2 separate regions of the Muntiacus reevesi genome follow, and region 2 is linked to region 1. The links are chromatin contacts, called in public Hi-C maps. All regions are on one chromosome and are shown on one strand. Each heading gives the region's core, a stretch centred on a gene start, on an enhancer-like site or on the middle of the called end of the contact. The rest is flanking DNA. Distances are from core to core; before and after follow the strand shown. Region 1 holds the start of PPIG (peptidylprolyl isomerase G). Region 2 holds the start of METTL5 (methyltransferase 5, N6-adenosine).

Region 1 (7,928 bases), core at 3,068-5,567:
GTTACATTCCATAGGGTCGCAAAACAATCAGACAAAACTTAACAACCAAATAATAGCAAACTCCTTGAACTCAGAACCTTTCTATCTTCAACACCAAGCACAACGCCTGGTCCAGCACTACACTGCCCAACAGAATGCTAGTGAAGGCTTGAGCAGAAGACGTTACTCAGGGCCTTTTCTCCCACATGCACTGCTTCCCACATGCAGTATTGCTAATATGTATCTGTAGTGAGTAAATCCTCTCAGCCTATTCCACAACTGAAAGGAGCTTATTCTTTAGATATGCCTACTGAGACTGCATTCTCTTAACAAAGTATCCCTTTTCTTTTCTTTAAACAGAATCCACTATAAGAGAGAGCATTTTCAGTTCAAGACCAAGAAATAAAGATGGGAAGTTCTCATCTGTTTAAGTTTAATAAAACAGGTAGCAATATTCATAGAAGACTTGCACCTCTAAGTACAATCATATTAAATTAAACTAATTAAAAGCATAGCAGATATTGAAGACTTTCAAAGATAGCAATCTAACATCACATTTTACATTACTGTCTACCTTAATGTAGTTCATAGAAATCAAATGAGAAATAAAAATGGATTGGTTAAAAGATATCTAAATATATTTACAAATGCCAGGTTGTTAGTGAACTAAGCACAAACAAATTGACATTATGGGGTGTCAGAAAAGGCAACTATGATCTTCCATATAGTTCCTTTTCCCTTAGCGTCTCTGACAGTCACAAACCTCTGCACTGATAAAAACATGATTAACAGTGTATAGGCAGTTAGTAGGGCTTCCCTGATGGCTCAGATGGTAAACAAACTGCCTGCAATGCAGGAGACCTGGGTTTACCCTGAGTCAGGAAGATCCCCTGGAGAAGAGAATGGCTATCCACTCCAGTATTCTTGCCTGGAGAATTCAAAGGACAGAGGAGACTGGTGGGCTGCACTCCCTGGGTCATGAACACTCAGGCACAACTGAGCAACTAACTCACTTCACTTTCAAGCACTTACTAAATTCCTAAATCCTTCAGAAAACTTAAAAAGAGAAAAGCTGGTATGATGCCAAGTTTGGTGTTAAATAACTTACTGCATGTACAATCTGAGAGACATAAAAATCTAGTACAACTATGCTAGTGCCAAACTAAAAAGCATATACCAACTGGGAAATCTCTGCTAATATTCTTAATATTGGACCTGCAATTATCTAAGCTCTTATAACAATAAACTTATCCCACTGTCTCAAGAGATAGAAACAAACCATCCTAGTAATGTGTTATTTAATCCAGTAACTCCTAAATAAAAAATTACAGACTTTTGAAGTTTGAAGGAAATAGGTAATCTGGTCCAATCTTCTAATTGTATAGACTTGGGAACAAGAAGACTAGAGAGTTGAAGTGACTGGCTCAAAGTCACAAGTGGAGGAAAAAAAAGTAAGAGTTTTCTGGTTAAGATTATATCTTCACTGTGGAAAGTAGCTTATAACCTGTGCCTGATTCATATTGACATAAAACAAAATCCATCACAATATTGTAATTATCCTCCAATTAAAATAAAGAAAGTAGCTTATTCCTAAATATTTCAGATAATGGTTACATAATTTTACTTTTTACCAAGTGACCACGATGCAAAGATTTAATTATGAATAAACTTTAAGCTAAAGTTTATGCACAATTAACAGTAGCTTATTAACATATACAATCAGGTTTCATGCAATTTAAAAATCAGTACGTTAAGGAATCATTCATGATTTTAAAAAAACCATTTTAATATCAAAAATTGATACCCATAAGTATGACATAACTAAATTCCAAGAAAAAGTTAGTAATCATTTTAAGCCACTACTCAAACTAAAAACGAAGTGTAAAACATTTCCTGTCTGGTACTAAAAGTACAAAGTCTCAGTTACAGCATACAGAGAATTTATAACACTGCCTGTAGTATATTTCAAGATGCAAGATTTGCCTTAAAGAAATAAAAATATACGGAGTTCTTATGGAGACCATATATTCATTAAACCAGGTCAAAACCACTGACACTTAAATGAAAACTAAAAACTGGTACTAATATTAAAGACAAAAAAGAAGAAAAAAAACTGTGTAGCAGGGAGATTTGCAATAAACTCTTCAAATAACTTGAATTAATTATCTGTGGATTCGAACTACATATAACAAGTAAGACACCTTAGTACATGAGGATACAGAGAATAAATAATACATTCTAATCCTGTTGAAATATCCTATAAATAAAACAATGAGGGAAAACATCAACATATATTTCTTAAAAGAGCAACACTTGAAGAATTGTAGATGGTGCCCTGACAGCTAGTAGAACTAGTTCATCCTACTATGAACTATTACCAATTTCCCGATGTATGGGAGAATGGATGCTGCCTGACAGGAAATCGAACTTAAAATATGCAAAATATCAAAAGAATAAAGTCTTTACCTAAAGAACACAGATACTGCAAGACCACAGTATCAAGCACCAAAAATGAAAGGCCTTTAATAAGTCACAATAAATGTAACGTATGCTTTTCCCTCATAGGGGAACCACTGAGCTCTTACTCAAAGCTAATTTTACACAGAATTTTAACAAAGTTGAATATTTACTTTTGAAGCCCACGGCTTGATAATAGCCTGAAATTAGAATATAATTTTATAGATGAAAAAAATAGTGAGGTTCAGAAAGATGGCTGGATCAGAAAAGAACTCAAAATTTCTAACCTTGTAAGTTTGCTTACTTATACACTCCTGACAACAGGGGAAGGCAACCCTGACAAAAGTTCGCAAAAGCAAAAACCTTAAAAAGTAAACAAAATTTTTAAAAAGGCACAGAATCCTACTACAAGACAAGACGCCATTAGGATCTCAGGACACCAATACTCTTGAACCATAAAGAAAACGTTAAGGTAAAGGGAGCTCTGTTTAAAACAGATGTATGTAATTTCTTATAGAGAAGATCCCATCTTAAATGATTAAACTAAAAAAAAAAAAAAAAAGGAGGGGGGATAAAACGGGTAAATTTTCACATAAATAAAAAACATGAATTAGAGAAACAGCCATTCTTTTTCTGGATTTTTTACCGCGACTTCAAAACTGATTTTACACACCCCCTCTCCATCATCGGTACAAGCCGGCCATTCTTTGCCAAACGGTAATCCACAGACTCACTTTTTCTATCTGGTTTTGACTACTGAAATTTAAGCATACCCCCTAATTTCCACATTTAATTGTTCCTTGGACGCATTTCTGACCACTACTGCAAACACTTGGTCCTGCATAAAGTATCATTGTGATTAGAAATGAAAATCAATGCACAAAATGGTGCTTTTATAACATTTTCAAAACGACTAAGAGTTTCCCATTCCTGCAGACCTCGATTCAGCACCTTAAAAGACTAAAGACGAGCCAAATTCGCACACTTCCCCCAAAGCATTTGGAATTCCGAAGCCATCACCTTCTTCCAAGAGTAATTCCTCCTAAAAGGCCTGCGCTGCTCACAGTTCTTCGGAAACGTGGGAGAACTTGGGAGTCAGTTCTGGGATAGAAGGGAAGAGCCTGGATTGGAGTTTGGGGAGAACTAAGTGGCCTGTGCCACTACACTACGCAAGATAGTCGCTACGAGAGAAAAAGGTCGGAGCAGGGGGAAAGCCTCTCTTCGTTCTAATCTTAACCTGAGATCCAGGCTCCCCGCCTGCCACTCTCCACCCCTAATCTGACAGGATGGCAGGTAACGCGTCCCGTTGCCCCACCTATCCTCCCACCTACCCCGCATTCGTGCTCGGTCTTACGATTTTGAAGCATCAAAATCACCCCGGTTCCCTAGAGTTCAGGCCACCGTCGCTGCCGCCATATTACAGCTTGTGCGGCAAAATGCGTCAGGGAGGGAGGTGTGCGCCCGAGAAGGGAGGGCGGGGGCTGGCAGGGGGAGGGCCATCTTCCAGGTCCGGAAGGCACAGCTGGAAGCCCTCTCCAGCAGCACCTGCTGCAAAGCTAGCGCCACGATCCTCGGGGACCCCTCTGGGGTCGGGCAGCCCCAATATCTTGAGAGCAAGACGGTTAAATCGGTCTGGGCCTATCGCGCCGGCTCCGCCCCTCTTCTAGGGCCCTTCCCGCTCTCGCACCCCGACACTGCTGCAAAGGACAGTACCGAAACAACACAGGCCCTGCGTCACCTACTTGCACCAGTCCAGTCTCCTCTTCCCGGGGTCCGGTCCTTTAAAGCGCTTCAAATCTACCGCCGCCAGAAAAGGCGCTAAAGACCACTAACCGCCTCCCTCCCCCCACAACCCAGTCCCGGCGTGGAGGGGAAACGTCGCGCCGGAAATACGTCACTTCTCGGTGGCCCGCGTCTTTTGGTGATCCCTTGCTTGCGTTACCTCACCCTCCCTGGAGTTCTAGGATTTTTGGAGCGAGTTAAATGCCTGGCCCATAGGTAGCTTAATGGTTTTTGTGTAAGTCGATTGACAGCGTTTGTAACCGTTAGAATGCCCAGTCGTTCGTCAAATGAAGGCTTCACTTAATAAACATTGATTGAGCCTCTGCCAGGGTATTGGGAAGGAGACCCTACTTTCAAAGAGCTTCCCAGGACAGGTTCTAGTTAATGCTGTGACACACATTAAAAAAAAAAAAAATGAACAAAGTGCTATTTGAGGAAAGGAGGAAATTATAGAGGACATTGACGCCCTTTGTTGTCTTTTAAAATTTTTCTCATAGCAACCCCATGATATGTTATTATCCTTGTTTCACAGATAAAGAAATTGAGGCTCAAGGAAGATAAGTGCCTTCCCAAATACATTGTTCCCAAATACCAAAGTAAGGCTTTGACTCCAAATCCAGTGCTTTCTGGGGAGAATACTATTTAGGACATATGTTGCTATTTAATTGTTTCAAGAGGTTAAGAGTTCCTAGATTGTTAGAATTATAATAATTCCCCCTGATATTCAGGGGAGTTGAGGGCAGTCATTGTGAAGATAGCCATGTGTTTTAAAGAAAACAGCTCCCTTGTGGTGGTTAGTGTTATGTGTCAACTTGGCTAGGATATGGTGCCCAGTTATTTGGTCAAAGAATAGTCTAGATGTGGTTCCCAAGGTATATTTTAGATGTGATAAACATTTACAATTCCAAGACTTAAAGTAAAGCAGGGTGGGACTCATCCAATCAGCTTAAGGCCTTGAGAGCAGAGGCTGAGATTTCCTAAGGAAGAAAAGCATTATGCCTCAAGATGACATTGTAGAAACTTTGCGTGGGTTTCCAACATGCTTGGCCTGCTGTGTTGATTTCAAACTCATGACTGCAATATCAACTCTTATGTGCACTTATAGCCTTCTCACCCACCCTACAGATTTCAGACTTTCCAACCCCCACAATTGTAAGCCAATTCCTTACAATAAATCTGTTTTTCTGTAAAAACAAACAAAAAGAAACAGAGGACTTAGATTTTATTATTGTATGAAAAGAAAGTTACAATCATTAAAAATTTTCACTCCTTTTTCTTTGGTAAATTAGTAATTATCAACAACAGCTGAGCATGTGGTAGGTACACTTAAGGGTCTTCACTGGTTTTATTAGCTGTAAAACTGAGAGGACAATCTTGGCCACTTTAAGCCATTGCTTTCATTGCAGGAAAGTAGCGTCATACTCATCTTCAAACAATTTAGAGGTTATGTGAGTTCACACTTTGCAGTGAGGAGGGCAATTCTTTAAAATTCTAATTTATAGTGGGCAGTATATTGAGATAGATTTTTTAAAGCATTGGTTTGACTTTTGTTAATTCAGATTCCTTAGAATATACTTTTATTTAGCTGTGATATACAAATTCATTTCTTAGATTTCTACTTGTAGAGGTAATGTGTAACATTGCTATGACATTGGTGTAGTTTCCCTCTTTCTCATACATTCAGTTAGAGACAATCTTTGAGGATATAGTACAGATTATACCGTAGTTAATATTTTGAGGTGTGCAAAGGTAGTATTACTAATTTGTTCCAGGATATACTTTTTTCTTAGAGAGATAGACTTTTATATGAAGTGACTAAAGAATTATTTAATAGTAAAGTATTAATAATTACTTAGATATAGTATACTTTATAAATGGTCACATTTTAGAGGATTCCTGAAAGAAGTCTTGAAGCATCTTTACAAATGTCAATTCAAAGACTGGTGGCTGGTGGTGAACTATGACAAAGTTTTCACTATTCTTTTCTTAAGAAGAGTTGTTTTTAGGGGAAATTCCCTGCTGACCCAGTGGTTAGGACTCTAGCGCTGTCACTACTGGGACCCTGGGTTCAATTCCTGATCAGGGAACTAAAATCCCAAAAGCCACATCTTTTCTTAGACTGTGGTAGTTGCTTTCTTTATCCAGATGTCCTTACTTAAACGAATGAAAAACTGGTGTGCTTTGCTGGGTCCTAAACATGTTGAAAGTTCAATGGCCTTTGAAATCCAAAACTTTCCCAAATAAATTTGACATGGTTTATTGTTCCAAGAAGGAAGCTCTTGCAAGTAAAAGGAAGTATTACCTCCAACAATATGGTGGCTTAAGGAACAAAGGACTTATTTCTGTCTTAAATAACAGGTCTGGTGAGTGGGCCAGATCAAAGGGCAACTCCCCTCCGCATAGTCAGTCAGGACATTACGTTCCTTACATGTAATTCCAACCTACTCCAGGGCCTCGACATTGCATGATTAGGTTAGAATGTGTTGCCTTGAGTTTCAGCCATCAGGAAAACATTACAAAAACTAAGATCCTGGCATCCCATACCATCACTTCATGACAAGTAGAGAAGTGGAAACAGTGACAGATTTTATTTTCTTGGGCTCCAAAATCATTGCAGATGAAAATCACTGCAGACGGTGACTGCAGCCACAAAATTAAAAGATGCTTGCTCCTTGGAAGAAAAGCTATGACAAACCTAGACAGTGTATTAAAAAGCAGAGACATCACTTTGTCAACAAAGGTTCATATAATCAAAGCTATGGTTTTTCCAGTAGTCACGTATGGATGTGAGAATTGGGCCATAAAGAATACTGTCACTATCATTTAGGCCTGTTGTTGCTGGGAGCTGGTCTGGCACTCATAGCTTAGCCTTGGTATTTCTGCTGAACATAACAATTGCACAGAATACCAACATGAAACAAGGCCACTTTCTGACTGATGTATCAAGACCAAGACAAGACCATACCGTAATCATACATGAACTTAGACAAAACACAGTAGTGTCCAAACCACAAAAAATGACCAAACATCTATCTGTTGTGGCTAGTAGGAGTGACAGCTGCTTCTTTACCAATCCCAACTTTAACTTAGCTTCATTCTTTGTGCCTTCTAGATAAAATTTATTAAGATGCCCGGTAAATTCCTCATAGTAGCCAATCTAGAGCAAAATCCCTGTTAAACTTCTTCAAGATAATACAAGGCCAAACATTGACTGTGGTGATGTTCCACAACTCTGAATTACAAAAAGTCACTGAATTTTACACTGTGAATGGGTGAATTGTATGGTGTGTAAATAATTTCTCAATAAAGCTGTTAAAAACATTTGTGGTCTAGAACTGGTACCTGTCTGCCATGACACAGTGCAGAAATGGAGAGAAGTTTTGACGCTTTCAAAGTCATTCCATAGCTATTCCATACATGTTGAATATAATAAGAAATAAAAATCTGCACGTCTTTTCCACATTTAAGTTTTCATATTTCACTTTTCTAAATATTCATTTATATTGTATGTTATAAAAATATCAGTGTTTCATGGACTGGCAGAAAACCTCTTATGGTTGAGAAACAAGTACCCTAAAGACTTCCCTGGTGGCTCAGTGGTAAAGAATCCACCTGCCAATGCAGGACACGCAGGTTTCATCTCTCGGTCAGAAAGAGCCCCTGAAGAAATGGCATCCCAGTCCAGTATTTTTGCCTGGGAAATCCATCTC
Region 2 (7,928 bases), core at 3,626-6,125, 150 kb before region 1:
TATTTGTCTCTCTTAAATACTTGCAGAAAAACAAGTCAGCTTCCCTCTAAAATAGCCTCGAGTTCCAGTTCAGTTATCCAGTTGTGTTCAACTCTTTGTGACCCCATGAACCGCAGCACGCCAGGCCTCCCTGTCCATCATCAACTCCCGGAGCCTACCCAAACCCATGTCCATTGAGTCGGTGATGCCATCCAACCATCTCATCCTCTGTCGTTCCCTTCTCCTCCCACCCTCAATCTCTCCCAGCATCAGGGTCTTTTCAAATGAGTCAGCTCTTCGCATCACCTACAGATTGTTATATAATATTGAGTATAATTTCCTGAGCTCTACAGTAGGTCCTTGTTGGTTATCTATTTCATACATAGTAGTATATATATGTTAATCCCTACCAGGTGGCCTAAGTATTGGAGTTTCAGCTTCAACATCAGTCCTTCCAATGAACACCCAGGACTGATCTCCTTTAGGATGGACTGGTTGGATCTCCTTGCAGTCCAAGGGACTCTCAAGAGTCTTCTCCAACACTACAATTTAAAAGCAACAATTCTTCAGCACTCAGCATTCTTTATAGCCCAACTCTCACATCCATACATGACTACTGGAAAAACCATAGCCTCAATTCCCTCTAAAATGGCATCAATAAAGCAGCAAAAAGCATTAATTTTATTACATTTTGATCCATGAGCATACACCTTAAAATTCTCAATGACTCAGTGATTTCACATAAAGTATTTTTATTGTATACTGAAATATTTGTAGTCTCCAGGAAAGAGCATATGTGCAATGTCGTAAGCTAAACTAGCAACTTGAAAAAAAAAAAAATTGTGGCAAACTATACATAACAACAAATGAACTTATTTCCAAAACAGAAAGACACCCCCAGACACAGAAAACAAACTTACAGTTACCAAAGCGGGAAGGGGGGCAGGGGGAAGGATAAACTAGGAGGTTGAGATTAACATATATATATACACACTACTATTTACGAAATAAATAACCAACAAGGGCCTACTGTGGAGCACAGGGAATTATACTCAATATTACATAACAATCTATGGGGAAAAGAATATACATAGCTAATATTATGCTTAATAGCCAACATTTTCTGTAATATAGACAATATTACTCTAAAATCTATATGAAATGGCAAAGGAATTGGAATAGCTAAAATAACTTATAAAAAGAATAAAGTGGGAGGAACCGGCCTACCCAATTTCAAGATGCACTGTACAGCTTCAGTAATCAGGACTACATGGTACTAGAGGATGTATGGACACATAAAACAATGGAACAGATTAGAAAATCCAGAAATTGACCCACACAAACACATTGAATTTTCACAAAGGTGCAAAAATAACATTGGAGAAATTACAGCCTTTTAAACAAATGGTGCAGAAGCAAATGGACAGTCATAGGGAAGGGGGTTAAAGCCTCTAACTAAACATGATGTGTGTGCGTTCGGTCTCTTCAGTCACATCCAACTCTTTGCAACGCGACCAGGCTCCTCTGTTCATGAGATTCTGTATACAAGTTTCCACAATTTTACTTGCAATAAATGAAAACTTAAAGCAACCTAGATGTTCTCCAGTGAACGAACATTTGGTATATCCATACCATAGCAGCAAAAAGGTACAAGCTACTGATACACACAACAACTTAGAAAGATCTCCAGAAAATTATGTTAAATTTAAAAAAGCCATTCTCAAAAGTTTGTATACCTATACTTCCATTTACATAAAATTCTTGAAATGACAAGATTCTAGAAATGGAAAACAGATTAGTAGTTGCTAGGGGTTAAAAACTAGTGAGGACTGGAATGAAGTAGGTATGGCTAAAAACGAGTAACACGTGTGAAGGACCTTGGAGATCATGGAAATGCTGTCTTGACTCTATCTGTCAATCCTGGGTGTGATACTGTACTCCAGTTGTGCAAACTGTTACTGTAAGGGGCAACTGGGTAAAAGATACACAGTATCTCCATGTGCTGTTTTTCATGATTACATATGAATCTACAATTATCTCAAAATAAAATTTTAAATTCAGTTTTTAAAAATAGAACAACACAAAAAGTACCTCAACTGGCACTAGAGGTAAAAAACCGACCTGCCAATGCAGGAAACAAGAGACTCTGGTTCAATCTCTGGGTCCAGAGATCTCCTGGAGAAGGAAATGGCAACCCACTCCAGTATTCTTGCCTGGAGAATCCCATGGACAGAGGAACCTGGCCGGCTACAGTCCATGGGGTCGTAAAAGATTCAGACACGACTGTTCTAGGTATCTGGCTAGTCTGGGTAATCTATTTAGCTCAAATTGCTTACTCTATCTACTCTCTCTCAAAAGATACCACCATCAACAAATATTTATTAGGCATTTGTTATGTGACAGGAACTTTATGCACTACCTTTACCTGCTAAGAACTTTACTCATTTAATCCTCATAACAGATAACTTTGAATTCTATTTTTCATATTAAGTAGCAACCTCAGACACTGCCCTCTCTACTTCATCTGCATGCCTCCACAACCTTTTTTCTCTTCCATTGATAATAAAAAGAAGGGTTCACTCCCCAAACTAAGGGCAAACTTTTCACGTAATTACTGTATCCTTCCCTCTCAGGATCGTGACTCCATCCAATATCCTTGTTTTTGCATTTTGAACCCCTGCCTTTCAACTACTCCTCAGTCAGTTCAGTTAGTTAGTTCAGTCACTCAGTCGTGTCCAACTCTTTGCGACCCCATGAATCGCAGCACGCCAGGCCTCCCTGTCCATCACCAACTCCTGGAGTTTACTCAAACTCATGCCCATTGAGTCGGTGATGCCATCCAACCATCTCATCCTCTGTCGTCCCCTTCTCCTCCTGCCCCCAATCCCTCTCAGCATCAGGGTCTTTTCCAATGGGTCAACTCTCCGCATGAGGAGGCCAAAGTACTGGAGTTTCAGCTTCAACATCAGTCCTTCTAATGAACACCCAGGACTGATCTCCTTCAGGATGGACTGGTTGGATCTCCTTGCAGTCCAAGGGAATCTCAAGAGTCTTCTGCAACACCACAGTTCAAAAGCATCAATTTTTTGGTGCTCAGCTTTCTTCACAGGCCAACTCTCATGTCCATACTTGATCACTGGAAAAACCATAGCCTTGACTAAACAGACCTTTGTTGGCAAAGTAATGTCTCTGCTTTTTAATATGCTATCTAGCTTGGTCATAACTTTCCTTCCAAGGAGTAAGCATCTTTTAATTTCATGGCTGCAATCACCATCTGCAGTGATTTTGGAGCCCCCAAAAATAATGTCTGACACTGTTTCCACTGTTTCCCCATCTATTTCCCATGAAGTGATGGGACCAGATGCCATGATCTTAGTTTTCTGAATGTTGAGCTTTAAGCCAACTTTTTCACTCTTCTCTTTCACTTTCATCAAGGGGCTTTTTAATTCCTCTTCACTTTCTGCCATAAAGGTGGTGTCATCTGCATATCTGAGGTCATTGATATTTCTCCGGGCAATCTTGATTCAGCTTGTGCTTCTTCCAGCCCAGCATTTCTCATGATTTATTCTGCATATAAGTTAAACAAGCAGGGTTACAATATACAGCCTTGACATACTCCTTTTCCTATTTGGAACCAGTCTGTTGTTCCATGTCCAGTTCTAACTGTTGCTTCCTGACCTGCCTACAGGTTTCTAAAGAGGCAGGTCAGGTGGTCTGGTATTCCCATCTCTTTCAGAATTTTCCACAGTTTATGGAGTTCCAGTTGAGCTATTTCAAATCTTGAAAGATGATGCTGTGAAAGTGCCGCACTCAATATGCCAGCAAATTTGGAAACCTCAGCAGTGGCCACAGGACTGGAAAAGGTCAGTTTTCATTCCAATCCCAAAGAAAGGAGATTCCCAAAGAATGCTCAAGCTACTGCACAATTAGACTCATCTCACACGCTAGTAAAGTAATGCTCAAAATTCTCCAAACCTGGCTTCAGCAATATGTGAACCGTGAACTTCCGGATGTTCAAGCTGGTTTTAGAAAAGGCAGAGGAACCAGAGATCAAATTGCCAACATCCGTTGGATCATCCAAAAAGCAAGAGAGTTCCAGAAAAACATCTATTTCTGCTTTATTGACTATGCCAAAGCCTTTGACTGTGTGGATTACAACTACTCCTACTCTGTCTGAATTTAGATATGTTCACGAATATTCCCATCAATTTAAAAATAAAAAGCTTCCCGCAACCTTACTAAACATCAACCATTCTCACTCTTCTTGCAGCCACTTTTCGTAAAAACTGTTTCTATTTATTCTTCCTACTTCCTTAACTTTAGTCCCTAATCCCGTACAAACTGGCTTCTGCTCCCACCCCATGAAAGCCTAATTTCTTTCAGCAGTTGACACCACTTCCCATTCCTTAATCTAAGCCCTTTCTTGTTTGGGCTTCTCTGACATCACCGCTCTGTGAGAGCTGAAGTAAGTGACACAATTGACCTAAAAAGAGGGAAACAAAGTAGGACAAGAGACTAGCAAAGAAAGAAAAGGTGAGTGGAGGTTGCTAATTTCTGAACGGGGACTTGGGACACAGAACGCAGAAAGGGCCACCGTGGGCGCTAAAACAAAGTGAGATATTCACCATCACCTTCATCCTCTTTCTCCCTTCTTCTTTTAAGGGCCTGATGGTACTCAAGGAAAAACTACAGGGTAATGGCCACTCGAGAGACGGCGGGAGCCGGCCCTGAGGCTTCGACAAGGGTGGGCACTCCCTGTGGCGCGGCCTCCACCAAGTTGGCGGCGGCGGCGGCGCTCGGGTGTCGGCGGAACCCGTGCGCGAGGCCGCTGTTGCAGGTCGGCGCGGGGCCGCTGGGGGGCGGACGCGTGTGCGCGTGCGTGGCGGCCCTTCCGGCCCGGGCAGAGGCGAAGCAGCTTCTGGATGTGCGGGAACGTGACGTGTGGATCCCGCGGCGACTCCAGTCGTGTAGCCGTGCGGGATACCTTGTAGGCGGGTTGAAGCCTGGCCTCGGCCTCCACCCGCCGCTGGCGCTAGGAGGAGAGCGGGAACCCCCTGGGCTGGGTGTCCTCAGCTTGGCCCTCAGCCAGCGCCGCTGAAAAAGATACGGGGGATAGGGGTTGGTGGGGAGATGCAGGCGAAGTAGGTTTCTCTACAGATCCAGCGCCTTTAAACCCTGCGCACACTTTTTTAAAAATGAAGAAATTAAGGCTTAAGGAACTAGAGAGTCGCCTGCAACAAGTGGATGGATTCGAAAAGCCCAAGCTCCTTCTAGAACAGTATCCAACCAGGCCGCACATTGCAGGTAGGGCGGCTGCTGATCACGCCCTTGTGTTGTGGGTTAGGGCTGTCTACTCTTTCTTATAACGAAAATAAGACAATTATTTGGATACAAGAATGTCTAGAGTAGTTTCGCTCTAAGATTTCACGGTACGTGGGAGAGAACTTCCTTAACACTGCAGCTGAAAACATCCCACACACAGGACACGCTGTCGTTTTACTGTTTGGTTTTCTGCATACCCCTTAATACTGTTAGACATCTTTTTAATGTGTTTATTAATCTCATTTCACAATTAACTCCCTGAAGGCAAAAATGTGCTGGTTTTGTTCACACAATTCCCAGTATTTAGAGTTCCTTATACTACTTAGGAGCTCAGTAAATATTTGCTAAATTAGGATCAGTTTCCTAGTGCAACGAATTTGCCAGGGCAAGAATTCCTGCGCGCTATACTCTGCCCTAGAAATGAATACTAAAGTTGGTAATAGAAAGACTTGAGTTTTAACAAATTCAAAATAGGCGCAATATTAAAAATGAGGATGCATTTAAGTTTTAACAAATGATCTGAGAATCAGTAATGTTGCTTAATAAAGATTGGTACTGGAAGTAAAAGAACACAGGAAAAACCATTATATTAATAAACATATTACCAAAGTCATTGAGAGAGTCTTTGGAAGATTAAGTTGTCAGGAACACCAGCTGGGAGGAATCCCCTTAACTTCAACATAGTTCTGTTTCTAAGCTGCTAAAGAAAGTCAGGGGGAAAAGCGTGTACCCGCACTTCACTCCAACATATTTGTCATAATTCCAATCAAAAGTTGCACAAAATTGTATCTGGGGTAAGACCAGTTTTCCCAGTGTAGATAATGATTTCTTTAATGTCTTCTGGCTGTAGTGAAATCGTTTTTTCCCCCCAAATAAGAATCAGTTGTTTGAAACCCACTGTGTAAACATACACATAGTTGTGCTAGTTCTTTGAGATACTATCTCTAAAGACATTAACACTGCAGCAGTAATCAACAGCACAGTCAGTCTGAAACATCCCGGTTATTGTGTGTTTTGATAAAACCTCTGGATCCTGGGGCATCAGTGATGGCCAGCAACCTTTGGTAGATTCAGAGATAGGCAGGGAGGTGTCAGTGGATATTACTCATGCTTAACCTCCATATATTCCCCACCTTCGTGTATTTAAAAGATCCCTTTCCCATCTCAGCAGCCTCTGTTCTGCTCCTCAATAGTTCTCTTACCAAGTTTCATTAGTAGATATTGTTTCTGTAGATCATATGTGTGTGAATATTTGTGTCTAAAGGCTATATTGTGGATGTAGGTCTTTTCCTTTCCTATTCTAGCTTAATAACACAGAATATTATGATGACTTGAACTTTCTTCTCCAGTTGAGGATTTGTGTAAAGAAAATTTAATTATATGTTATTATTTTTAAACCTGGAACATGAATTTGGGGGAGAACTTAATAATGCAAGAGGAGAAATTGTTTTATAAAGGGTCATTTGCACAAATTGGATTTTTGGTCATCCACTTGCCTACTTACTCCTTAATATATTTTTTGATCTTTCAGCATGTATGCTCTATACAATCCATAATACATATGATGACATTGAAAATAAAATGGTTGCAGATCTAGGATGTGGCTGTGGAGTGCTTAGCATTGGAACTGCAATGCTAGGAGCAGGGTATGTGATCCACTATATTTCTATTTTAGTATGGGGTAGTTTTAATAAGAGTAAATAAAATCAACTGAATTATATTTATGAGACTCTACAGTACATGATGAGAGGAACAAGAATCCAATACTGAGTACATTTTGAATGGGCAGAACATCAAAACAAACTTTAAAAAAACCCAAAAAACGGTAACAGCAGCAATTAGAAGCCTATGTTTTAGATGAACCTGAGTTTCCAACCCCTGACAGTTTAGGAAATCATGCTGTTGAAAGGCATCACTCACTGTCACTTGGCCAGTTGGGTTAAAATGGTACATGGTTTTGGTTTTGTTGTTTTGATTTAGGATCTATAAGTATTTACTTTGTGTTTTATATTTATAGGTTATGTGTTGGATTTGACATAGATGAAGATGCATTGGAAATATTTAATAGGAATGTAGAAGAGTTTGAGTTAACAAATGTAGATATGGTTCAATGTGATGTATGCTCATTATCTGACAGAATGCCCAAATCATTTGATACAGTAATTATGAATCCTCCTTTTGGGACCAAAAATAATAAAGGTTAGTAATAAGAATCAGCTGTGCTGGTATCTTTGTAAAAAAGCAAGTTTTAAAAACCATTTTTTCATTGGATTGTTTGGTTAAGTGACTTTATCACTGTTCATTAAATAAACCAGTCTCTTACCTGTGTGATTATTACAGTTTCAATCTCTGTTTAATGCATGACTAGAGAACTGAATTTTTCAATCTTTGTTTTCATAAATTTGTGCTAAGTGAACAAATTTATTCACTTATTTATTCTTCATCTGATTCCTAGAATGATTTACCTCTTTTGAAAATTTCTCATAAAGTGTTTTATACCTTTAAAACCTCTTTTTAATGCCTCAACATTCAAAGATTTCAGTAACAATGACTTACTGTGGCTATTTATTTTATCTGTTTTGTGGGCAAGGAGGGTAAGGAGTGAGTAACAAGAGGAAAAGACATGC

The links. A called contact is a pair of places that touch in the nucleus more often than the background predicts.
Region 2: a Hi-C map of blood shows a contact between it and region 1, with 3 times the contacts expected there. The contact joins the promoter of METTL5 here to the promoter of PPIG in region 1. A contact is called at or near these places in 2 of 3 Hi-C or Micro-C datasets (blood and muscle).

Annotation. Positions count from the first base shown.
Region 1 is chr3:243,553,142-243,561,069 of mMunRee1.1, reverse strand. PPIG (peptidylprolyl isomerase G) reads right to left here and starts at 4,317. Exons shown (of 15, transcript XM_065931715.1): 1 at 4,179-4,317.
Region 2 is chr3:243,700,712-243,708,639 of mMunRee1.1, reverse strand. METTL5 (methyltransferase 5, N6-adenosine) reads left to right here and starts at 4,875. Exons shown (of 6, transcript XM_065931729.1): 1 at 4,875-5,283; 2 at 6,833-6,947; 3 at 7,319-7,500. The coding sequence starts at 5,175.